Regions from separate parts of the Sus scrofa genome. Here all the other regions are linked to region 2. The links are chromatin contacts, called in public Hi-C and HiChIP or PLAC-seq maps. All regions are on one chromosome and are shown on one strand. The core of a region is the stretch at or near the end of the contact, and the rest is flanking DNA. Distances in the headings are between cores, read along the strand shown.

The links. A called contact is a pair of places that touch in the nucleus more often than the background predicts. HiChIP or PLAC-seq counts read pairs in DNA pulled down with a chosen protein or histone mark.
Region 1: a contact with region 2 is called in an H3K27ac HiChIP or PLAC-seq map of alveolar macrophages. The contact joins the promoter of SETD9 here to the promoter of PLK2 in region 2. A contact is called at or near these places in 1 of 5 promoter capture datasets (fetal skeletal muscle), 1 of 47 Hi-C or Micro-C datasets (heart right ventricle) and 1 of 2 datasets of contacts at active chromatin or transcription factors (alveolar macrophages).
Region 3: a Hi-C map of heart right ventricle shows a contact between it and region 2, with 3 times the contacts expected there. The contact joins the promoter of MIER3 here to the promoter of PLK2 in region 2. A contact is called at or near these places in 1 of 5 promoter capture datasets (liver) and 1 of 47 Hi-C or Micro-C datasets (heart right ventricle).
Region 4: a contact with region 2 is called in an H3K27ac HiChIP or PLAC-seq map of alveolar macrophages. The contact joins the promoter of GPBP1 here to the promoter of PLK2 in region 2. A contact is called at or near these places in 1 of 47 Hi-C or Micro-C datasets (heart right ventricle) and 2 of 2 datasets of contacts at active chromatin or transcription factors (alveolar macrophages and skeletal muscle).

Annotation. Positions count from the first base shown.
Region 1 is chr16:35,977,507-35,980,631 of Sscrofa11.1, forward strand. SETD9 (SET domain-containing protein 9) reads left to right here and starts at 1,454. Exons shown (of 6, transcript XM_003133974.4): 1 at 1,454-2,860. The coding sequence starts at 2,763.
Region 2 is chr16:37,303,849-37,306,814 of Sscrofa11.1, forward strand. It overlaps PLK2 (serine/threonine-protein kinase PLK2), which reads right to left and starts at 1,266. Exons shown (of 14, transcript XM_003133981.5): 1 at 872-1,266; 2 at 148-255; 3 at 1-14. The coding sequence starts at 1,141.
Region 3 is chr16:36,023,986-36,026,937 of Sscrofa11.1, forward strand. MIER3 (mesoderm induction early response protein 3) reads right to left here and starts at 1,439. Exons shown (of 13, transcript XM_003359776.4): 1 at 1,341-1,439. The coding sequence starts at 1,349.
Region 4 is chr16:36,215,703-36,218,574 of Sscrofa11.1, forward strand. GPBP1 (vasculin) reads left to right here and starts at 1,533. Exons shown (of 13, transcript XM_005672465.3): 1 at 1,533-1,932.

The sequences.
Region 1 (3,125 bases), core at 204-2,703, 1.3 Mb before region 2:
CAAAGCAATATTGAGAAAGAATAGCAAAGCAGGAGACAAATTATCCCTGATATCAAACTATATTACAAAGCTACAGTAATCAAAACAAAATGGCATTGGCTTAAAAACAGACACACAGATCAATGGAACAGAACAGAGAGCCCAGAAATAAACCCATGCACATATGGCCAATAAATTTACAACAAAGGAGAGAAGAATACACAATGGGGAAGGCACAGTCTCTTCAATAAGTGACGTAGGGAAGATTGTACTGCCACATGCAAAAGAATGAAATTGGACCACTATCTTTCAGCATACACAAAAATTATCTCAAAATGGATTAAAGACTTTAATGTATGACCTGAAACCATAAAACTCCTAGAAGAAAACACAGGCAGTTAAGCTCCTTAACATCATTCTTGCCTTTGAATTTTCAGACCTGACACCAAAAGAAAAGCCAACAAAAGCAAAAATAAATTAGCTGACATCAAACTAAAGAGCTTCTGCACTGCAAAGGAAACCATCAACAAAATGAAAAGGCAATTACTGAATGGGAGAAAAGATAAGCAAATTATAAATCTGATAAGGGATTAATGTCCAAAATACATAAAGAACCTACACAAATCAATAGCAAAAAAAAAAAAAAAATTGCATTGTGGCAAAGCAGAAACAAATCTGACTAGTATCTATGAGGATGCGGGTTTGATCCCTGGGCTCATTCAGTGGGTTAAGGATCCAGTGTTCCTGTGACCTGTGGTGCAGGTCGCAGATGTGGCTGGGATCCCACGTGACTGTGGCTGTGGCATGGGTAGCAGCTATAGCTCCCATTGGACCCCTAGCCTGAGAACCTCCATATGCTATGGATGTGGCCCTAAAAAGCAAAAAAAAAAAAAAAAAAAAAAAAATTCAATTTTTAAAAAGAACAGATCTGAATAGACATTTTCCAGTGAAGACATCCAAACAGCCAACAGGTGCATGCAAAGATGTTCAATATTACTAATCATCATGGAAATACAAATTAAAACCGCAATGAGATATCATCTCACACCTGTCATAAAGCCTATTATCAAAAAGTCAATAAATAACAAGTGATAGGGACGATGTGGAGAAAAGGGAACCTTTGTGCACTGTTGGTGGGAATGTAAATTGGTGAAATCATTATGGAAAATAGTATGGAGATTCCTCAAAAATTAAAAATAGAACTACAATGTGGCCCAGCAATTCCAATTCTGGGTATGTATCCAAAGGAAACCAAATCAATCTCAAAAAGACATCTGCACCCTCATGTTCCTTACAGCATTACTTACAATAGTCAAGACATGGAAACAACTCAAGTGACCACCAACAGGTGAATATATAAAGATGTGGTACCCGTGTACACACACACAGCCATTAAAAATGAAATCTTGTTGTTTGCAACAAGGATGGACCCTGAAGGCATTATTAAGTGAAATAAATCAGAGGCAAACAAATAGCGCATTATCTCACTTAGATGTGGAATCAAAGGAAAAAAAACAGAAGTAGAACAAAAAAAGAAAGAAAACTCACAGAAACAAAGAAGAGATTAATGGTTGGGGGAGGATGAAAGGGGTGAAAGTCAAAAGGTACAAATTTCTTTTATAAAATAGTCATGGGAATGTAATGTACAGCATGGTGACTTCAGTTAATAATACTCTATTGCACGTTTGAAAGTCATTGAGAGTACATCTTAAAACTTCTCATGACAAGAAAAAAATACTCTAGGTACGGTGACAGACACTAACTAGACTTGTGATTATTTTGCAATATATACAAATATGACATTATGTTACACACTTGAAGCTAATATGTTATATGTCAATTATACCTCAAAAGGTAAATAAATAAGCAAATAAGTAAGATCTGGGCAGACTGGTCCTTTATATTGGATATACATTATAGATGATTAAACCATATGATAAAAATTAAAGATTAAAAAAAAAAGCACTGGAAATACACACAAAACTGCTTTTTTATTTTTGAAGATAAGCATAATACTACAGGTAAGGAGTCAAATGCTTATTTTTGATTCCTTATAAGTTTGGAGATCTTAATGTTACTCTATGAATGCCATTCGTTCACACCCAGGAGGTGAATTGCTCCCATTTAGCAAATCAGGTAAATCTGGAGGATGCCAATCTAGCAAACACGGCACCTGACTGCAGAGCCTCTAGAGTTTGCAAACTTGCCTCTATCTAGAGTGAAACTCGGAGATATATTTTCTCTTTTTATTACTTTTTGAAATAGATTAGTCCTAAGGCTACTTGAACTTGCCTAAATAGTCACTAGATCTGACTTGTTCAATTTAGACTTTAGGCTAGGATCTACGCTCACTCTTAAAAAACAGGAAAGCAGATTTCCAGCCTGAGGAAAACGCATCAACACATTTATGTCCCAATAAACACCTGCTGATGTGAAGATGGTTGAGTTATTCTGGCAGTTTATCTCCACTGGAAATAAGCGTTGTCTAAACTTCTAAAAGTGCGCGTGACTGTAAATACACACGAACGAATGGAGAAATTAAAAGGGAACAAGGGGCTCTCCCACGGCTCTACGCACCTGTTTCAGCAAGCTGGGTCAGTAACGCGGAGGCACCGAGACACAGGCGACAGGAGCCAGAGGTACCCGGGCCACCGAGCCTGGGACTGAGGGCGGAGACCGGGAAGGGGCGGGACGGGGCGGCCTCCGCTCCTCCTCGGAGCGGGGAGGGCCCGAGACCGCGACTCACTCCCCTGCAGTCCCCATCACGCCGCCACGGGACAACCATGCCGGGCCGCCTGTTGCGGGACCTCCAGCAGCGATGGCGCCGTTATAAGTATCGATTCGTACCCTGGATCGCGCTAAACTTAAGCCACAACCCGAGGTGAGAAGGCTGGGCGGCCGGACCAGAAGCCTTTTTCTTCTGCCCAGGGACGCCATTGTGGCCGCTGAAACTTAAAAGAGAGGGCCCGAGGTGGGCGGAGCCTCAAGCAGGCGGAGCCTAAGACGGTCCAGAGGCCCTGAGGCGGGAGGGACCTGAGTGGGCGGGGTCCGAGGAAGGCAGGGCCAGAGGTGGATGAGGCAGAGGGGCCTGGGGTCCTGAAAAGGGCTTGGGGCTTTGGGTGGGCGGGGCCTGAGGCCTATTTCCC
Region 2 (2,966 bases), core at 16-2,515:
ATTTCTTTGTCGATCTAAAGAAAAAGCAATATCAGTCTCATTAGCCTCCCTCAGCCCAGTTGCTTACACATGCAGAAGACATCTTCCTAACAGGGAAGGGCTGTCCCTGCACACAAAGAAAATACTTTACTCAACAGTCATACACACCTTTTCCCTTTGATGAGGTTTAGCTACTCTGCTGTGAGGAATAATTTTTGCAGCGTAGACTTTGTTGTTTGTCAAATCTGTCATCTCGTAACATTTTGCAAAGCCACCCTGAAAGGAAACAAAGCAGAGATGGAACTGAGTATGGCAGGAACATGGACGGCAAATACATATTTTTAACATATAAATGAAAAAAAACCCCACAAAATTATGGGAGAGAAAGGGTGACAGAGGGATGCAGTCTACTTTATTATTTTTTTTTTTAAAGCTCCTTCAGTTAGGGAAAAGCATCCCTGAAAACAGTAAGTTAAAACTGCCTTTTTTCCCTTGACAAAGAGGTGCTTTCGGGCGGTGGGGAGGGTGGGGGGTGGGGGCTGGGGAGAGGAGAAAAAAGGTATGAGGAGACTTGTCAAGAAAATTCTCTGGGGGCCAGGTAGAGAGAAAATTCTCTAGGTCTGGTGCAGAAAGCCCTCGCTTCTGGCTTCAAGATCAACGTCTTTAGGCTGCGTGAGGCAGACAGAGCCATGGCCAAGGATGTGAAGCCGATCCCGGCGCTGCAGGCGCACAAAAGCCAGAGTTGGGCAGGTGAGCAGCCCACGTCGCGCCGGGATTGGATCCCCCAGTAACCGAGAAGCGACGGACACGGGGACTCAGGGTCCGGCCCTGCTCGAGGACGCCGGGGCAGACCTCCCTCCCGCCTGGCAGCCGGGCGCCCGCCGCAAGTCACCTTTCCCAGCACTTTGCCGCGGCAGTAGCGCTTCCCCGTCGTGGGATCGACGATAATCCGAGAGATCTCCGCCCCCGAGTGCGAGTGGTGGTGATGGTGGTGCGGAGCCACCGGCTGCACTTGAGCCTGGGGCTGCGGCTGCTGCGGCTCCTCGGGGGGCGGCTGCGGCCGCTTCTTCTTCGAGTCCCCGCCGCAAGCCTTGCCCAGAGCCTGCTCGCACATCTTGGTGCTGGCGGCCGGCTGGTAGGTGATAGTCCGCAAGAGCTCCATGGTCGCCTCGTCGCTCTGCCCTGCCTGCTGCTACCTCCGAGGCGCGGACACACGACCGAGCCGGCCTCTGCCCTCGAATCCCCGCCGCTTCCAACCTCCCGCGCCCGTCGCCCTGGTACACTTGTGAGAGTGCGAACGCCCGGTAAAGTCTTATATACTGGCCGAGAAGGGGGTGGAGAATCGAAACGGGATGCGACGTCACGGACAACGCCCCGCCCACCGGCCGCCACAGCGGGCTGGTCCGAGCCAGAGGTCGCGACGGATCGCTGGCTTCCAGTTCTCTGGTGACGTGCGAACGCGTTCGCTCAGGCACTGGCTCCGGCTGCTTGGAGAGCTTCCCGTGACGTGGTGGTGGTGGTGGTGGACGCAGGCGTGCGGCTGTCCCTGGGACCACCACCCCATTCTTGGAATGCTCTGGCTTCTGGGTTTGAAGTAGAAACCCCAGGGCCGACGCCGGGCCCTGCCTCCACCGCCCAGCGGCCAGAGCTCAGGTCATCGCAGATTCCCTCCCCTTCACAGCCCTTCCTGACAGCCCCACCACCTGGCGCCTCCGGTGTCAAGGTGTGAGTGTACCCGGGGTCCACTGCACAGGCACGTGAGGCCTCCCCTAGCCGTCTGGAGGGCTTGGGGCTACCGCTGCACCCGCGCTTTTACCCCGCCAGTCTCACCCAGAGTGGACCTTTGGCGGGGGCGCACCAGTGAAAAGCAGGGGTTGTCGGAGCAGAGTGTCCCGAGCTCCGCGCCGCTTCCGAATGTGGCAAACCATTGCCGAATCAGTCCCACTTAGGCCCGTATGGCCTCTGTCCATCACCCTGGAGCAGGTCTTTGTCGGAGGTCAGACCCTTAACCTTGGAGGAGGCCGGTGCCTTCGGAAGGTTTCGCCTTCAGGCTGTCAAAAGACTGAGAGGCAAAGGCGCCATCTCCTGGAATATTCTAGAAGCTCAGCTAGCGGTCCGAGTGGGCAGCGGTTAACGACTATATGGGCTTTCTTTGACAGTAAGTGGTAATAAAAGCGCTCCTAGTGCTAATTAATGGTTTTACAGTGGAAATCGTCTATCAATTGTTATTCAGAAGGGGTTATGCAGAATGCGTCGTTTAAATGGCGCATTGAGCCACGTGGCTGCTCCTGTGCTGGGAGTCAGTCCTAAGCCTTCCAAGAGGAGAGGTTTGGTAGCGGATTGGTAGCGTGAGGGAGAATAGCCCAGTGAGCCAAAACATGGTTTAGCATCCTATTCCAGATTTTACGATTCAGATTTGCTAAGGAAGAACACTATTTTCTTTCTTGCTCTAATAACAATAATGCCCTTACTGTGCACGTCCTCATGTTTTAGTATTTTTAAATCCCTCCTTCTTTAAATTCTTCATCAGTTCTAAGTAGGAAATGTTATTCCCATTTTATAGATGAGGAATCCGGGGTTTAGAAAATTTAAGTATTCTTTCTATATATGTATTTAGTAGATCATCCAATTTATGTTAATTAGCAATAGACTTTTTAATTTAAAATATGGTAAACAGTCTTTTGATACTAATTTCCATTGCTGTTTAGAATACCAGATTAATTACCCGTGGAATATAGTTAGAAAAAAGGGTTGTTGGCTGCAGTCCACCATTAAGTTTAGTTATGCATGGTATAAGTTAATTAGGTATGCGTGGTTTCAAAGACATTCTATCTAAAATACTTCCAACTTGATGTAGAAAAGCCATTCCTTGCCATTACTGAGTAGAAAGGGAAAATCTTCCTTTTTGATTCTGTGAACAGCTCAGGGCAAGCCCGGGCATGTTTCTCATAAGTGAAAGTGGACTTTACTCCAAGATTATCAGGGCA
Region 3 (2,952 bases), core at 189-2,688, 1.3 Mb before region 2:
CCGCAGCTGCCAAAAGTGCGAGACGTAGCTTCGCTCGGATCGCTCCCGGCCCCTTTCGGGCCCCTCTTGGCTGCCTCGCCTTCCTCCCCAAGTCCCTAGTGTACAAACTTGCAGACCCGGGACGAAGCCCGGAATATAACAGGCAACTCCAAGCCGCCCCTTGGAGCTCAGCAAGTTACAAAGCAGAGAAGCAGAACCCAGAGCAGTCGGCTCGCAGCATCAGTGCCCCATACCCTGGCATCTCAGGATTCCCCCAAATCCCACCCGGCTCTCCAGGGCCCGAAACAACACCTCGAAACCCAATACCCTTTCCAGGAAGGGGACTCGCCCTCCGAACACCTAGTCCACCCCCTGGGGCCCGGAAGCCCCAACTCCGGGGCTGTCCTCTGCTCTGAAGCGTAGGCCAGCTCGCAACCGGACACTTGCCCCCAAACCAAAGCGCAAGCCCCCCATCCTCTCTCCCGCGTCCAGAGATGAGGACTCGCAGTCCTAGAGATGCTGGTTTCTTCCAGCGTGTTCAGTCGCTCCCCTGGCCCTCCAGCGAGCACCTCGCCCCAGCAGCTCCAGTCGAGGGGCTTCTGTAGCGCCACCCCGTCCCCCTAGCTCACTAGTCCCTGGGGACACAGCCAGGGTATCTTCGCTCGCCTTGCCTCCCTTCTTCAGCCCAGTGGAGAGAGCCCGTGAGAGAGAGCGTCGAGGGTCTCGGTCCTCCCCGTTTAGCCCCAGGAGCTCCCGCACCTCCCGGGCTGCGGGGCGGAGAGTCCCGCTCGCCTCCCGCGAAGCCCAGCGGCCGCGCATCCCGCTCGCCTCCGAGCCCGGAGCAAAGTGGAGCGTGAGGCTTCGCCGCGCCGCAGCCTGGACCCGGTGGGCTGGGGACAGAGAACACTCCTCCCGCAGGGCAGTGGCGCAGCCCGCTCCCCGTTTTGCAATCCGGCCGCGGAGGTGGGGGGGCTCGGCCGGTTTCCACCCACCCCGGCCCCGGGAGGCGGCGCGGAGGCTTCGGCGGCCCGCGTCAGCTGCCCGAGGGCAAGGCACGGCGCCGTCCCTGGGCAAAGGCTCGCTGCCGCGGGCCGCCGCCCCCCGGCCGGCCCCGTCGCCCGGCCGGGTAGGGGCCGAAGCCGCCGCGGCCTAGTCCCGGAGGGAGACCGCTCCCGCGCCCGCTCCCGCCCCCCGGCCGGCCCCGCCGCCGCCCGTCGCCGCCCTGCAGCCCCGCGCCGCCGCGCCGCCCCCCGTGGGGCCGTGAGAAGGGCCCCGGATCCCCCAAAGCCGGCTCGGGGACCACGAGAGGCCGCCGGGCGCCCGCTCCAGCCCGGCCGCTCCTGCCCGGTTTTCCTGCTCACCTCCGCCATATTGGTACCTTTAGGGCGAACGAGCAGCGCCGAGCCCAGTCCCCGGATGGGGCGCCTGAGCCAATCGCAGCCGCCGCCGCCGCCGCGGTCCGCCCGGCACCCGCCCGGCGGCGGAGGCGGCTCGGCCCCTTATAGGGCAGGGCGGCCCGCGACACCCCCGGCCCGCTCGTCAGCACACCCCTCCCGGCGCCCCTCGCCGCTCCCCGCGCCCACTGCGGACCGGTCGACCCGCACCCGCTTTCACCCGCCTTTCCCTTCTTGGCTGTAGTAAAGTTCCTGCCAAATTGTAGGCGGACGGGGACGGATGGAAACACGAGCGCGGGACAGACCAGGTCCAGCAAATCCAGGCCCAAGAGCCGTCCGTGGCGGCTACGGAACAACCGACCGATACTCCGGTCCGGGAGGACGTGGGGGAAGTGAGCGACAGACTTGGAGGGACAACTCTACAGACTTTCGTAAGTTAGAAGAGAGGAGGTGGTCGACGGAGTATATTGATGGCTGAGAGGAAGCCCCGAGAAATGGGAGAGGAGACTGATGGACGGCAGGGTCAATCCAGGATGGGAGGACAGCTACCAGGCATTTTTCAGTTTCGCCTAAGAGACCTGCAGGAGTGGGTGATGCTGATCAGCCCATGGAGTACGTGGTGGAAGTAGTCATTTACCAAACAGGCTCTGGAAGATCGTGACAGTACCGAAGATAAGACAAAAGATAACAGGGCAAGGAAGTGATGATGAGTAGACTTGGCACAATTCAAAGAGATGCTTACAAAATATAAACTGTGCACGTGCGAAAAGAAAATTTGAACAGTGCTAGAGGTTGTTAATCACCAAATAGTCCAGGGGATGACCCAGAGGTACACACTTGATAGACCTATGGAAGGGCAGGAATATAGTAGTATATCAGAGGCTCTGAACTGAGTCCCAAAACTCGACCTCCCACCTCCTTCCCAAAAAGGTCAAACATTTGCTTAGGGTCAAATGGGAAAGGAGACCTGTGGGCACTGGATGGGTTGAGGAGGGAGGACAAGGCTTAAGAGGTGTACCTGATCCTAAGCATGCGGTATGGCCATTTGATCTTCACTGGGAGACCTAAGTGTAACTCCTGGCAGGTCCATGTTCACAATTAATAACTTTGAGCAAATTACACAAAAATATTCACCAACAACTAGTTGGTAGCTCACAGAGGCAAATCCTGCAAGAAATCAAGTCTGCATGCCTTGGGACATGGCTTGTCTTGAGGCAGGAGACCAGAAATAATATGTATGGAAAACAAAGAAAAAATGTGGAAAAGAGAATTTTACTCTAAGGTCCTGGATAAGTGAGATGCCAACACAATCAGAGAAGTATGGCAGGCCCTACAGAAACTTGGAGAAGAACATAATCTCAGACATCAAAGCTCTTCTCCTAACTATTGCTGCAGTACCTAATATTAAATAAAAGCATGTGGTTATTTGCTGTAATCTCACAAATTGAGATTTTTGGGATTTTTTTAGAAGCTAAAACTTTCCATACTTTGAGTCCAAGCATGAAAGGTCTGGATTTTAATCTGGGGTCGCCTTCAATTCTCCCCTCCAAGGGCACGTACAGAGGATGAGGCTGGAGAC
Region 4 (2,872 bases), core at 283-2,782, 1.1 Mb before region 2:
AGATATTGAGAGCAGCCAGAGATAGATAATTAAATATTAACTTTTCTGTCATATATGTTACAATTGCTTCCCTATATCACTATTTGATTTTCAACTTTGTCTTTTGCCATAAGGAAGGCAAAAATTTGTTTTCAAGTGATCAGTATTTTCTTTAGTTTTTTGAATTGACATCATGCTTAGAAACAGGAGCAGAAGCAGGTCTTGTCCCAATACATGTCACTTCAACGGAAGCAATGTGGAACGGTGGAAAGAACGTAAATTAAGACCCAAACGGACTGAAGTTCAAGTCTGGCACAGCCTAGTTGTGGCTCCCACTTCTATGTTGTGTAACCTGAACCAGATTCCTCATCTGCAAAATGGGGAAAATAACACTCACTTCAGAGACTGATATAAGAAAGTGCTTGGCACAGACAAGGCATCCAGCAAGTGTTCTCATTTCTTTGCACACAGCGAGATATTATTGATTGCCAAGGGTCCATGTCCTTCGCAAAGACGAAAAGATTGAGAAGTGTAATTTTTGGTGAGTTTGTATTCACACATTCTTTCAGGGAGCTTTTAGAGGCAGTCCATTGAACTACAAACCCCATAATGAATATAAAAGAATCATAAAGTTTCCGTGTATGAAGCCTTTGTGGTTTGGAAGAGGGCGAAGAGCCAAGCATTTTTTATTTTCTGGATTTTCCCTCAAGACACCCTCCCCCCACATACTCCTAAACTTCCTCTTGGAAGGCTAATTTCACAGGTTTCAAAATGAGCTTTCAGTTACAAGGCGAAAAGGTATCGCAATCATAAAACGTTGACGCCCACAAACTTCATAGCACAAAATCGTGTAAGCTGTATGGGACCGAGACCTTGCTAAAATAATTCTCCCCTATTGCAGATTTAATAGAAAAACATACGTTAGCATGATTACATCCCGTAGCCATTTTTAATCCTTTGAGAATCTGGGCTTAGCCCCAACGAGAGAGTCTCGTCACCGACCTCCCGCATATATATTATGTCCGACACACTCTCGTATTTGCATTCGATAGTGGATCGGCTGCTTGAGGGCGCCGGAACAGACCAGCGCCAACCCAGCCGGTGCCCGCCTGCGCAGGGCTGTGTACAAGCGAGCATGTGATCTCCCCATCCGCCAGGCCCCAGCTCGGTACCCGACGCGTCTCGCTCAGCCGCTCCTCCGAGCGTGGAGCCCGGAAGAACGCCGCGGCGCGCTCTACTCGAGCCCGTGCAGCCGCCTCCCGAAGCAGCCTTTCCCTTTCGCCTTCCCGGCGGCCCAAGGTCTTAAGCTCCCGGGACGCCCAGGACCGGGGGAAGGGCGGAAGGAGGGGCTCCTTTGGGAGCAACGGGGAATTCCCCCTTCCACCGAACGTTCCCGATTGTTCATAGTCTTCACGTCAGCAGCAGGGGGTAATCCCCGACTCCAGCTGCTCCTGACGTCACCGTGCGGAGCCACCGCCCCCCGCGCGCCCCTGCCTCCGGGACCTCCGTGAAGCCCCGCCCCTAGCCATAACCACGCCCTCTGCACCCTCCCTCAGCCGCTCGACGTAGAGGGCGGAGCTTCTTTGGCCGGGGCGTGAGCGGTTGCTTGGGCCAGAAGGTTCTCTGGTAGAGGCGCTCCTCCTGCTGCCCCGCCCAGTAGGTTCGTTAGCACCGCTTCTTCCATACCCTATTTCCCTCCTCCTTCTCCTCGCCCCGCCTTTCCCCTCCCTTCTCCTCAGCCCCTCCGGTTCCTTCCCCGCCTCGCCACCTTCCACGATCTCGCGAGACTTGGCCCAGAACATTGCGGATCGGGTCGGCGCCATTTTGGGACTGAGACTGGTTGTGGGGGAGGGAAAAGCGGCAAAAGGGGATTATTCAAAGTACCGAAAACCTCCTCCCGGGATCGAGCGCAGCGGCACCCCCAGGCCAGGGGCACCTCTGGTGTGGCAGAAGGTAACACCGTCTTCTGTGGTCCGCGCCGGGGTCTGGGGAGGAGGGGGTGTCTGTGTCGGCGTTGAGGTTTGAGGGGTCGGGAGCGGCGTTGGCGGCGCGAGGTGTGAGGCTGCCCACGGGCGGGGGCGGGGGGTGGCGGGAGAGCAAGGAGAGAGAGGGAAGGACGGTGCTGGGAGGCCCCTCTAGGTATTGACTCGGCCCGGGTGGAGCGGAGGTGGCGGTTGTGGGGAGGGGGTGGGTGGCTTAGCCTTGGCTGCTCAAGGGGGGGGGGTGTTGTTTGGCGGAGGCTGGGAACCGGTCCGACGCCTTCCTCGCTCGGTCTTCCTCCGGCCTCTCGCATGCGCCCGCCTGCTTTTGCACCGCTGCCGCTCTCGGAGGGCTGAGGGAGTCGAGGCCGAGTTGTGGCCTTCGGTGTTTTCTCGGCGCGCCCGCTCTGCCCGCCTCTCCGGGTCCGTGGCACTAGCTGTGGACCGAGTCGAGCGCTCCCTTGCCCCTCGGAGTCCTGTGGGGTCTGAGGGGACCTAGTCTGTTCGTGGGGAGAACCTCTCAATGTGGCTTACGAGAAGGGCTCGGTACCTTCACCTCTTCAGTGTTGGGAGAAACCTGTTTTCTTAATTCAAGGGAATGGGAACCCTCAGATCTCGCTGCTGCCCTTAGAAGCCTGGGTAAGTCTCTCCCCCGGGCGAATTTAAGGAATGTTCTTTCCCCACTTCTCAGCCACTTACCTTTCTACTTAGAGTGGGGAAAATGTGCCTCCTCTTTTAGACATTCTGATTTGGAGGGAGCGTCTTTCTCTTTATATCCCTCATTTGCTAAGTTGCATTTCTTAATGCTCGGTAGCTTTGCACCTTTCTATTCGTTTTCCTTTGGTAGATTTAATAGAAATACAGAGAGTCTTTTATAAGATTGTGTGCCCGTTTCAGTTTATAATATTTACTCA